2 separate regions of the Sus scrofa genome follow, and region 2 is linked to region 1. Evidence: chromatin contacts called from public HiChIP or PLAC-seq data. All regions are on one chromosome and are shown on one strand. The core of a region is the stretch at or near the end of the contact, and the rest is flanking DNA. Distances in the headings are between cores, read along the strand shown. Region 1 holds the start of FNTB (farnesyltransferase, CAAX box, beta). Region 2 overlaps FNTB (farnesyltransferase, CAAX box, beta).

Region 1 (6,401 bases), core at 1,728-4,227:
CTTGAATGAGTCATTTTGGAAGAAGGACGACTGGTGGGCCGCTGCTTATCCAAGGCTGAAAAATCTTCTTGATGCTACGTAGAGTATAAACTCCTTATATTTTCCATTCCTTGTTTCACTTGATTTTGTTGTCACTGAGTTTCCTCTGCCTGGGATGTCCTTTCATCTCAGGCGAGTTAACTTATTTCCTCATGGTCTTCCAGACTACTCTGTCTCCCCTGCAATCTCACAATGCCCTGTGCTTCTTTCTCCCTCATGCCATTTTCCTCAACTGCAATAAAGTGGTCAATTCTGTAATGTCTGCTTCTTCTGGTAAATCATGAAATCCGTTAAGGGCTGAGAAATGTGTCTGGTTTGTTCACCAGCATCTCCTCAGTGCTCAGTTCAGTGCCCAGCACATGAACAGACATCATCCTGCAGGAGACTCTTGCCATGCCCCTATTAACATCTTTCCCATCTCACTGTGGAGGAGCTCAGAACTAGATTTCTGTTTCCTGAATGCAGTTTGCAGTTGTTTTAGGTGCACCTGGAACAGATGTAATAATTTGTTACAAAACTGTTCCAGCTACTCTTTCAGTAGCTCAGTTTCAATTTCTAGCCCCCAGAGCAACCCTTTACAAAAAAAAAAAAAGTGCAATTCTTACATATGACCAGACCTTAACAGATAATTTTTTTTCAAAACAGAAAAAAATGCCAATACAGAGGGAAGAATGAGACCATTTCATGTTGTGCAGCCATATCTGTGATCCTAACCCACACAGTCCTGCTTATTCTCAGATTTAGAAATATTCTGGTACCTCCAGGAATTAATGCAGCAACAGTATTTCTAAAATGGATATGGTGATGGTGTTTCTCTACCTGAGGCCTTAGGCCATCCCAGCCTCTTCCTTAGACACCAGAGACTGAGAACAGGGGAATGGCTGGTTGTGAAATATCACACCATGGTTCCCTGGGTCCTAGACATGTGACATGGAATTGAGTGGGAACAGAATAAAATACTTCTGGCAGAAAGTTGAGCTTGTGTCCAAGTATATCTGGAAAGTCTGTTATCATCTTATATTCTCCCATTCCTCGAACCCCCACCCTGACTCTAAATATTTTAACCCCTTGATATAATTTTGGTGTAGTCCTTTTGATGTGGTCCCTGAAAGAGGTTCTCTTCTATTGCTTGTCCAAAGGTAGCAGGGTTTTCCTAAAAATCACAATTTCAACAATTTAATGGAGGCATATCTGATGATTAACCCCACTCAAAAGGAATTTCTTTTATTAGAACCCCTTCAGATTAAATATCAGATATATATATATATGTATATATATATATATATAATTTTTTTTTTTTGTCTTTCTTTTGTCTTTGTAGGGCCGCACCTGTGGCATATGGAAATTCCCTGGCTAGGGGTCCAGTTGGAGTTACAGCTGCCGGCCTACGCCACAGCCACAGCAGTGTAGGATCTGAGCCAAGCCGCGTCTGTGACCTACACCACAGCTCATGGCAATACTGGATCCTCAACCCACTGAGCAAGGCCAGGGATCAAACCCGCAACCTCATGGTTCCTAGTAAGATTCATTTCCGATGCGCCACGACGGGAACTCCCCAGTGGTGATTTTTTTTAATTTATTTTTTATTAGGGTACAGCTGATTTACAGTGTTGAGTCAATTTCTGCTGTATAGTGACCCAATCATATATCTCTAATAGATATATACTTTTTCATTCATATGTATTTCATATATATATATACACACATCCTTTTTATCATATTATTTTCCATTATTAAATATCAGAATTAATACAAACACACGAGTGTATTTGTGGAATATTCTCTCAAACTTGCTGTTCTTTCCTTTTATGAGGCTCTTCCCCAGGATGTTCACATGGATGGCTCCTTATCATCCTCCAGGTCACCGCTTACATGTTGCAGGGAGGCTTGGCCTCACCACCCAATCTAATTAGTCCCCTCCTCCTTTAATTTCTCTCATAGATCCTGTTGTTTTCCTTCATACAATTTATCACAAATCTTCATGTATTTATTGTGTTCATTCACTTAATTTTATCACTTCCACTAGACTGTAAGTTTCCCAAGGGCAAGGATCTTGTTTGTTCACTTTTATATTCCTGGAGCCTAGCACAGTTGCCTGACATGTAGTAGGTGCTCTATTAAAACTTGCTGAATGGGGAGTTCCCTTAGCGGCACAACAGAAACGAATTCCACTAGCATCCAAGAGGATGTGGGTTCAATCTCTGGCCTTGCTCAGTGGGTTAAGGATCTGGCATTGCCCTGAGCTGTGGTGTGGGTAGCCGACTCAGCTCGGATCCGGCGTTGCTGTAGCTGTGGTGCAGGTCGGCAGTGGTAGCTCAGATTCCACCCCTAGCCTGGGAACCTCCATACGCCTGCCTTCGGTGTAGCGCTAAAAAGAAAAAAAAAAAAAAATTGCTGAATAAATGAGTGAATACTTTCTTGGTTGTTTCACTTACACTTGTTCCTTCTACTGCATTTTATTTCCTGGTACTGCACTATCACCCTCAACGGGATAGGAGAGAATTACAGTGCCCCTTCCCTCCATCACTGAGTATTGAGATAGCATGTCCTTTTTGGAGAAGCTTCTGGCGTCTCCCGGACGGTTATCATGTACGCAAAGGCGCACAATAATTCTATTCCTAATAGCATGACTGAGGCAATCAGGAGAGCTGTCAGAAAGGCTTTTAAAGTTACAGTCATTGGGTTCTTGGGCACCCGAACTACCAACATAACAATTACGTGAGAATGAGCAGAATGTTGAAAGTGAAATTAAATTCCTTCCTCGCGCGCCAAGAAACAGAGCCTCTTGCAGCAGCTCCTCTGCCCAATGGGGGGCGGAAGCATCCCAGTGACTCACTCACTGGAGACGTGTAGGTGGCAAGAGCGATTCGCGTTCAAAATCTTTTGACTCTATCCGCTTCCCGTAGCGCCTTAGCCCGCTCGAGTTTCAATACGCGTTGTTGTTTGACGAAGCTGAGTCCTATACACCGCCCGCTGCTTTCCTGATCATGGCTTCTCCGAGTTCCTTCACCTACTATTGCCCTCCATCTTCCTCCCCTGTCTGGTCAGAGCCGCTGTACAGTCTGAGGCCCGAGCACGCGCGGGAGCGGTTGCAGGACGACTCAGTGGAAACAGTCACGTCCATTGAACAGGTGAGGTGGCTTGACTGGGCGAGGCGCCCGCGCGGGGGCTTCTGGGAGCGGGAGTGCTGTCCTCAGGGCAGCCCCGGCGTGGAACTCACCGGGGAACTACAGCTCCCACAGTGCACTGCGGCTCCTCCCCTCTGGAAAGCTCCGGGCGCCCAGGCTTGGGCAGGGTAGTGGAGTGTTTGTGGGGTCAGGTTGGGGAGGGGTCGTTGTCGAGGTTGGAGGTAGAGGACAGTTCCTGGGTCCCCTCTGCTTTAGGGAGCGGACAGAATGTTGTTCTGTGAAGGACTGAAGCAGCCCGAGCGGGTCGGACAGCCCACTCCATTCTGCCAGGCATTTGGAGGTTCTCGGATGGATAGTGCACTTTCCCCACTCAACGCATAGTTTTGGGACCTGGAGGGGGAAAAAAGTGGCCAGACTGCAGACATGCCATTCCATGGTCTTTTTAATTTCTGACCCACATTGCCATGTTTGAGGCCTGCCTCGTGGCTGGGCGTTTTAGTAGTCAGTCATTTGAGCACCAGCAATGTGTTGGACACAATGCTGAGCGCTGGAAATAGAAAGAAATAAAACAGACCCGATCGTGAGCATCCCACAGCCTGGTGAAGAAGACAAACAGGAAAACAATAAAGTTTGGAAAGTGCTGTAATAAGAGTATGAATTTTGGACTACTTGCCATTCACTGAGGCCTCGAAGTAGATGGAGCCTATCACTGAAACGTGTTTGGGGAGTGAGTAGTGAACTTTATTTTTGTTCCCCAGTGGAAATTGTTCCCAAGTTAGTTACTGTAGAAGTGCTTACCCATCTGTCTTTAGGGGAAGTGATCAGAAGGATTCTTTTTAGCACTAACAAATAAGCATCAGGCTGCTTCCTAAAATAAGACCTCATAGTTACATCAGTCTCCAGATTTAATCTTGGAGGGACCTGCTTTGATTTTTATACCTGAGATTGGAGGCCTCGATTTTGGCAAAATTAGTAATGATAATTATTATATTGTATAATTATGACTATGATAACAAAAACAAGGGCTTGAATATACACTTATGCACATAGTAGCAGAGGGAATATTTTAACTGGAGATTTAAGCTTCGTGGGTTTTAGGGTAGAAAGGAAACTTACCCTTTGATTCTAGTTTCCCAGGTTAGTTTGCCCACCAGTGTGTCCTTCCACAAAAGTCTTTTGCAAAAGATTGCAAAGAAATCTCCCATCAGTGAAAAGGCCACAGGGTCTTTGTGATATTCCTAAGTGATGGGTTGTTGAGTTGATTCAGTTCAAGCCTTTTTCTTTTTATCCTTCCTAAGACTATGGGATCACCTCTTATGTAGCTAACAGAATGGACCTAGCACATAAGGCTATGGATAGATAAGATGTTAGTGGAGAACAGGGAATCAGAAGTTGAGCTAATTTATAGAGCGGAACAGAAACTTCCATGATTAGAGGGGCAAGTCAAGAACGGGAGCATTACAAAGAGCTTTACGCATCTGCTCTTTTTTTTTTTTTTTTTTTACGTGCAGTACTTTTTTTGTTCTTTTTCCGTTGAATGCCCTTGGTTAGTTCCTGTCAGGGAAAGACTTATATTCTAAGTGCTTAGGTATAATAAGCCATGGAGAAAAGGATGCAACAAGGTGCTGGTCTGCAAAAGAGTTGCCCAAGGTCTGGGCCAGGTGTGGAAACTAGGTTCTGATATGGAACATTGGTGCTATAGGATGTCTTTCAAATCTAGGCCCAACTATGTGGTAGATGGTAGAGCATCTTGTGTTTCTTGTCCATATCATTATTCCAGCTCATATTTTAAAAGTCTAGGATAAACAGTTCCATATCATAGGAAGATAATATAGTATCTAATCCTCATGGCTGCCTCAGTGTTGTAATTATCATTATAGTCTCCATTTTTTGGGTTCCATACCCAGTAAATGCTCTCCATACATTGTATCATTCAATCCTTACACATTTTCCAGATGAGAAGACTGAGGCTTAGAGGAGTACTTGGTTTGTAGGTTAATGATGATATAATCATAAGAAAAAACAACCTTGCTAGGAGTTGTTTACAGAAGACACTGCCGTTATTCTTTTGGTTCTGACTGAAAATTCTTTTTCTTCTGAGGGATTTACCGACAGCTCAATTTTGTGCCATTGCCAGTTAAAAACAAATGCTTGTCATAGGCTTCCTGATTATCAGGATGCTATTCATTTGTTTAACAGTGATTTGGTAATAGTTAAACCTTTAAACAGTGGAAAGAGTCCTTAGCTCTTGGTTCTTCTGTTCCATTCACTCATTTGCATTCACCCAACAAATACTTGAGTGCTTTCTTTGTGCCAGGCACTGTTCTAGGCACTGGGCATAAGGGAGTGAACAAAAGAGGCCAAGTTGATGCCTTTATGAAGCTTTTGTTCTAGGCCAGGAAGGCAGTCAATTAAAAAAGGGGAAAAAAATCTAATCTGTCTGTCTGTCTGTCTGTCTGTCTATCTATCTATCTATCTATCTATCTATCTTAGTGTTAGAGCGGAGTGCTGTGGAGAAAAATAAAGATGCAATGTGCCAGGCATGGGTGGGGTGGGAGCAGGGGAGGTTTTGATATAAGGTGGTAAGGGAAGCCTCTGCTGATGTGATGTTTCAGCTGAGACCTGAAGCAGATGAGGAAACAAGACCTGTGTGGATCTGGGGGGAAAGCATTCCGGCAGACAAAGGACCTGAGGCAGGGGTGTGCCTGGTGGGTGGAGAGCCACTGTGAATTGTGAAGTTAGCAACCAGAATAGGAAATCAGGCTGGATCTTATTCTTTCAGATACTCTGATCGAGTTGGGAAGCCATCTGGCTGAGTGGCTTTCACTTATTCCCCCGGATGGATTCACTCCACCCCTCTTTTTTTTTTTTTCTTTTTTCTTTTTACGATCTCACCTGCAGCATATGGAAGTTCCCTGGCTGGGTATCAGTCAGAGCTGCAGCTGACAGCCTACATACACCACAGCCACAGCAACACTGAATCTGAGCTGCACCTGCGACCTCTGCCACAGCTTGCGACAATGCTGAATTCTTAACCCACTTTTGAGGCCAGGGATCGAACCTGCATCCTCACATAATCCTGACATTATGTCAGGTTCTTAACCTGCTGAGCCACAGTGGGCTTCCACTCCACCCTGCTCTGGAGATGTGCCCAGGAGGTGGACCTGCATTGACTGGCAATCTTGCTTTCTAGCTTCTGGTTGCCTTTGGCCTTGGGGAATATTGAGAGCGGAG
Region 2 (6,401 bases), core at 2,255-4,754, 74 kb after region 1:
CCGGTATTGCTGTGGCTGTAGGCTGCAGCTGTAGCTCCCATTCAACTCCTGGCCTAGGAACTTCCATGTGCTGTAGGTGCAGGTGCAAAAAGAAAAAACAAATCAGTTCCCACATATGTGTTTCCATGCACGTCTGTCTGTTGGCCATGTGTCCCTCTCCACCCGCCCTTGGTAACGAGCGGTCCACAGCATTCTCTGATTCTTGCTGATGGAACTTCAGAGTGAAGAAGCTTGGTTGCTGGCCAGTACTTTAGTATTCTCACCAGAATTGCCAATTTCTGCTTGTACAGGAAGATGGTTACTAGGATGCTTCTTAGGGAAAATTTTTGAGCCAAGAGACTAGAGAATTCCCTTTAGAGACAGATTAAATTCAGGCTTAGAGAAGTAAAAGAAACAGAAACTAGTACCCCATTAGAGTTCCCTTGGCTAAATAGAGTCTGCTTAACAAGTTTCAGAGATGTGCTAGAAGAAATGTCTTAAGAGGGAGGGGTTCCCTGGCAGTTCCTGGCTTGGGAACTTCTCTGGTGCTATGGAGCCCATGGTTGCAGCCAAAAAAAAAAAAAAAAAAAAAAAAAAAAGGCAGCCAGTAGCAGAGGTCAGTCTGGAAAACTGAGCTAAATAAGCTTGTCCGTGCCTGCAGGGGATGTGGTTTAGGACGGTCATCCAGGGTAAGGGGACACTTCAGGTAAAGTCGAGTGCCACTTGGACCTGCTGCTCTTTGACTCAGGTCAAGGTTCAGGGGAGAGGGCATGTCTCAAGACTTGGATGAAGAGGTTCGAGGGTCCCAAGAATGTCATTTTCAGCATTCTTTCCAGGAGAATAGAGGGAAACCTTGACAGTTGCCATTCATTGGGTGATAAAATACAAAGAAGTCATCATTCCTTTGCTGGATTTGGGCCAGGCCCAGGCCTGCACTGATAAGCTTTGTCTTCTGCAGGTGACCCTGCCCTCAGCATGAGCCGATGGATGTTTCATCAGCAGGCACTACAGGAGTACATTCTCATGTGCTGCCAGTGCCCTGCCGGGGGCCTTCTGGATAAGCCTGGCAAGTGAGTGCCTTTTCTCTGGGGAGGGAGGAAGGGGGAGGGATGAGCACCTCAGGCCTCCTCTGAGCCAGATGGGTGGGGTGTCCCTTTCCCTGCAGCTGTGTAGTGCGCCCGTGGCAGGGGAGGAAGCAGGCCAGGCGGGCAAGCGCACCCGCTCCCAGTACCATCCACCCTGGCCCCTCCAGTGCCCGCCTTGCCCCAGCTTCCTCGCACCCTCTCCAGTTAGGTAAACAGATCACTGGGTTGGTAGCTTTTCTTTCCTCTTTAAAAAAATTTTTTATTAGAGTATTGTTAATTTGCAGTGTTCCTTCAATTTCTGCTATACAGCATAAGCAACCCAGCCATACATATACATATATATATACACACTCTTTTTTTTTAATACTATCTTCCATCGTGTTCTAACCCGAGACTGTACACAGTTCCCTGTGCTGTACAGCAGGACCGCTTTACCCATCCGTTCTAAATGTAATAGTTTGCATCTGCAACCGCAAACTCCCATCCATCCCTTCTCTCCCCACAGCAAACACAAGTCCACCTTCTATGTCACGATCTGTTTCTGTTTTGTAGATAGATTCACTTGTGCCATATTTTAGATTTCACATGTAAGTGATACCATGTGGTATTTTTTATTTAACCAAACTGATTTAACTACAACAGGATATAGGATTTTAAAACTCCTGAGGGTCATAAACAGATTATAATCACAACTATTACAGGCTGCTCACCACACACACACACACACACACACACACACACACACACACACACACACACACACACCTCTGCTGCCAACACCATCCACGGGAAGGCCCACCTGAAGGCTGGTTCCCAGCGATTTATGAGGAATGACTTTGGCCCACTTCTAGACATTTTGGGGTTTTTTGTTTTGAGAAATATATTGATTTAGTACCAGCACTACCCTGGAGAGCGCCTTCCAGAAAACAAGTGAAGGGACTGACTCTAGGATGACAGTTCCTGGCGCCAGGAAGGGCAGAAGGATGGGGCTGTGCACACTGCTTCTGGCGAAGCCAGCTTGTTGGAGGCATGTGGAGGGTGGGATGGGAGTGTGAGCTCCCTGGGGCTCCTGTGTCTGAGCGGTGGCCTTGTTGTTGGGAGGCTCTGCTGGGGGTGGGCGGGGAGCAGAGGAGCACCTGCTCAGAGCTGCCCTGTCCTTGCAGGTCCCGAGACTTCTACCACACCTGCTACTGCCTGAGCGGCCTGTCCATAGCCCAGCACTTCGGCAGCGGAGCCATGCTGCACGACGTGGTCCTGGGTGTGCCGGAAAACGCCCTGGTAAGGAGGGTTGGGGCTTGCTGAACACTGCTGCTCTGCAGGGGTGCAGAATGGGCTGCCAAGAGAACTGGCTGTGCGCAGGTCCCACGGGCACAGGCTGGTGAGCTTGCTGTCTCCACCCTCCCTCCCTCTGTCTGAAGCCCATTCTCCTGAGGTTCCAAGGAGGGGGTCCACCGTGGGACAGAGTGTCTGTGCCCTTGTCCCAGAGTCCAGCACCCAGACCACGTGTCACAAGTTCCCCTCTCTGAGGAAGCTGACTAGGAGGCAGTGAGCTTAGCGTCTGCAGCCAGGTGGCTGGTTGTCTTCTGGAATCCTCAGCTTGCGGCCATCCCTCCAGAGAAGCCTTCTCAGACCACCTTCTGTAAATGAGACACTCTGCCAGAGCTTTGTCTATGCTCTTCAGAGCATTCAGCACAGTTTGTCACATGTGCGTTTAACTGGTTTGGTCCGCTTCCCTCTAAAACTGTCAGCCTCGTGCGGGTCGGCTGTTCACCACTGCATCCAGCCCCAGACCAGCCTGGCCACATGGGGTGCTCCTGAGTTAGTCATGAGCCTGAAAGGTGGCTTCGCTATGACTCTCCACAGACATCAGGTGATAGGGTCGGTGCAGACTCTCACGAAACATTCCAGCAGAAGAAACACAGTTGGCCAGTAGGTGGATGAAAAGATGCTCAAACTCACTAGTAATCGAGAAAATCAAAACGATCCTTCGGCTTTCACAAGTCTTAACATTTTTGCCTATTTGCCTCCTATGCAACCCCCTTCCATTCTTTTCCCTCCCTCCTTCCTCAGCATAACTCTGTCGTAAACTTGACATTTATCATGCCTGCAGATGTTTCTGTGCTGTTGCTACATAGGTATGTATCCACGAACAATAGAGTTGTTTTGTATGTTTGAAAACAGTATTTATTGCACCACTTAACAGTGCATCACTTTTCTCACTATTACACTTTTGAGGTTTATTTGTCTTCATATGCGGTGCTCCAGTTTACTCATCTTAACTACTGTATAGTATTCCCTTGCCTAAGTGTACCCCAGTTTCACTGGCTGGTCTTCTGTTGGTTAACATGGAGATGGTTTCAGATTGTGCTATTACACTGGTATTGCAGTGAACATTCTCGCGTTAGTTTCTCTGGGAGAGACACACCCTCATCTTCACTAACCGGCCCTGAACCACGCCCCTGTGTGCTTGGGTTGTTTTATGCTCACATGGCACCAAGATGAGTCATCCCATAGCCAGACTTTTCCTTTCTGCCAACTTGACAGATGTGAAATGGTGTCTTGGTTTTGTTTTGCATTTCCCGATTACCAGCAGGGCTGAGCATCTTTTCAAACGTTTTTTGGCCATTTGTATTATGTCTTCTGTGAAATGCCAGCCAGTTCCTATCCATTGCTCATTTTCTTATTTATAATTTTTTTTTCTTATATGTATGTTTGCAGGAGTTCTTTGTGTGTTCTTGATACTGTTTGTCAGCAGTGTGTGTGTGGTCAGTCTCTTCCTGTTGGTGACTTTGTTTCTAGTGTTTTTTTTTGTCGAATAGAAGACTTTAATGATAAAGTGAATAATTTTCTTTGCCTTTTTAGTTTTTGAGGGGCCTTTTTTTGGGGGGGAGGGGTTACTTAAATCTTTTCCCACCCGAGGTCATAAATATATTTTCTTTGAGACAGTTTAAAGTTTTGCTTTTCCCATCTAGTGCTTTAACTTTCTTGGAATTGATTTCCATCTGCAGTGAGGGGTGGATGTAATTTTATCATTTTCCTATTTGGATAACCAATTGACCAGCACCACTTACTGAAGTTTACAACCCCTCCTACTGATGAGTATCACATGTGTGTCACATACTCAAGTTTCTGTATGAGGTAACTCTGTTTCTGGACACTCTGTTCTGACAGTCTGTTTGTTATCTTCTGAGTCTTAAGCAAATCTTAAATGCATGTAGGCAAGTCCCACTCACCTTGTTCTTTCTCCTCAAGATTGCCTTGGCTCTTCTTTGCCTTTTGCATTTTAGGATTTCCTTGCATTTTAGGATCAGCTTATCAAGTTCCACAAAAAAAAAACAAACAAAAAAAAAACCTAATAGATTTTTTTTATTAGAATTGCATTGAATATAAGATTAATGGGAGAGAACTAACTTCTTTTCAATGTTAAGGCTTCCTATTTATTTATTTATTTTTGGCTGCACCTGCAGCATATGCAAGTTCCTGGACTGGGGATCGAATTTGAGCTGCAGCTGCGACCTACAGCACAGCCAGCAGATTGAGCTGCATTTACGACCTACACCACAACTCACAGCAACGCTGGATCCTTAACCCACTAGGCAAGGCCAGGGGTCAAACCTGCATCCTCATGGATCCTAGTTGGGTTCATCACCACTGGGCCACAACAGGAACTCCTTTCCATTTTATTTTGTAATTGGTTGTATATAGCTATTGATAATCATATTTTAATTTTGTATCCAGCCACCTTGCTGAATTCTCTTAATAGTTTTAATAGTTTGTCTCTAGAATCTCTTGGATTTCTTAAATTTAGAACATAGTATCATCTTTGGTTTTGCCTTTCCTCCTTGATTCTTAAGAACTTTCTTTTTCTTGCCTTGTAATGTTGGCTAAAACCCCAATGGTGTGCTGACTGGAGGTGGTAATAGGAAGTGTTCCTATCTTGCTTCTGATTTTAATGGGGAGGCTTCTGTAATTCCACCATGAATAGGATGCTTACTGTGATGTTTTCATAGGTATTTCATATCAGGTTAAGAATGTTCCCGTCTGTTCCTGGTTTGCTGGGGTTTTTCATTTGTTTCAGTCATAATCTAGTATTGAACTTTATTGAATGCTTTTTCTACATCTAGTTTTTCTCCTCTAATGTTCTATTTGGTTGATACATGTTCTGATGTTAACCTTACATATTAACCAGGACAAGCCCTTTAGAGTGAGTGTGTATGTGCTGGTTTAACACACTGCCTGCAGGATTCACTTTGCCAGTATTTTTATTTAGGATTTTTTGCATGTGTGTTCATCAGAAATATTGATCTAAAACTTTTTTTTTGTATTCTTTTCCAGTTTGTGTTTCACAATAATATAGCCTCATAAAATTAGATGGCCATCTTCTTCCCCTACTTGAAAATGTTTTTTAGTCTTTAGAAAAGTTTGTATAAGTTAATGATTATTGGTTCCCTGTAAGCTAACATTTGCTTGAGAAACCATGTAGGCCTGGTATTTTTTGGGTGGGGGTGGGGACAGAAATGCTGGTAGCAAAATAAACAGTTGTTGATTTAACCTATATAGGTTTTAAAATTTTTTTCTTGAATCAATTTTGAAAATTTATATTGCTCTATAAAACTATTTAGTTTACCTTTGTTCTGGCATGGATTTGCTCAAAGTATTTTCTTAACTTCAGTACTGGCCTAGGCTTGTGCCTTGTCTCACACTAAAGTTTTTTTGGGGAGGGGGTTCTGTGGGATAAATTAACTTATTGATGGCCTGACGCCTTTACTTAAGTGTAATAGGATCACGGTCCTTTTTCTTGATTATAAACACATATTTATTTTTTAAATAATTGGAGTACATATAAAACTAAAAGAAAATTAAAAACAATCATCACTGTTCCTATTTTGGCCTACATTCATTTTTTTTTTTTTGGCCTATTTCATATACATCATATCTACCAACACTTTATTTTTTGGCTGAATCTACGGCCGAAAAAGCCTCCCAAAATCATAAGTTTGGGGATAATATCACATACTGTCTTCCACACTTAATGTAAGTATTTGCCAATATCATTAAATATTTGAAAGGATGTCTTTTGTCAATTGCATCTTTGCAAATATTTTCGCCCAGTCCGTAGGTTTTCTTTTGTTTATGGTTTCCTTTGCTGTGCAAAAGCTTAAGTTTGATTAGGTCCCATTTGTTCATTTATGCTTTTATTTCCGTTGTTTTGGGAGACTGACCTAAGAAAACATTGGTAGGATTTATGTCAATGTTTTGCCTTCTCTTCTTGTTCTCTTCTTGGAGTTTTATGGTGTTCTGTTTTGTATTTAAGTCTTTAGGCCATTTTGAATTTAT

What was found. HiChIP or PLAC-seq counts read pairs in DNA pulled down with a chosen protein or histone mark.
Region 2: a contact with region 1 is called in an H3K27ac HiChIP or PLAC-seq map of alveolar macrophages. The contact joins the enhancer-like site here to the promoter of FNTB in region 1. A contact is called at or near these places in 7 of 47 Hi-C or Micro-C datasets (embryonic fibroblasts, heart right ventricle, liver and 4 more) and 2 of 2 datasets of contacts at active chromatin or transcription factors (alveolar macrophages and skeletal muscle).

The regions. Positions count from the first base shown.
Region 1 is chr7:89,049,657-89,056,057 of Sscrofa11.1, forward strand. It overlaps FNTB (farnesyltransferase, CAAX box, beta), which reads left to right and starts at 2,978. Exons shown (of 12, transcript NM_001244680.1): 1 at 2,978-3,170. The coding sequence starts at 3,027.
Region 2 is chr7:89,122,702-89,129,102 of Sscrofa11.1, forward strand. FNTB (farnesyltransferase, CAAX box, beta) reads left to right here. Exons shown (of 12, transcript NM_001244680.1): 10 at 938-1,049; 11 at 2,228-2,342. Among named protein-coding and RNA genes, the nearest start is that of MAX, 42 kb to the right of the region's middle. Within about 2 kb of position 3,505, at least 12 of the 83 cell types and tissues checked have an H3K27ac peak or open chromatin away from gene starts, as enhancers often do. A contact at or near this core is called in alveolar macrophages and skeletal muscle, where this site is marked.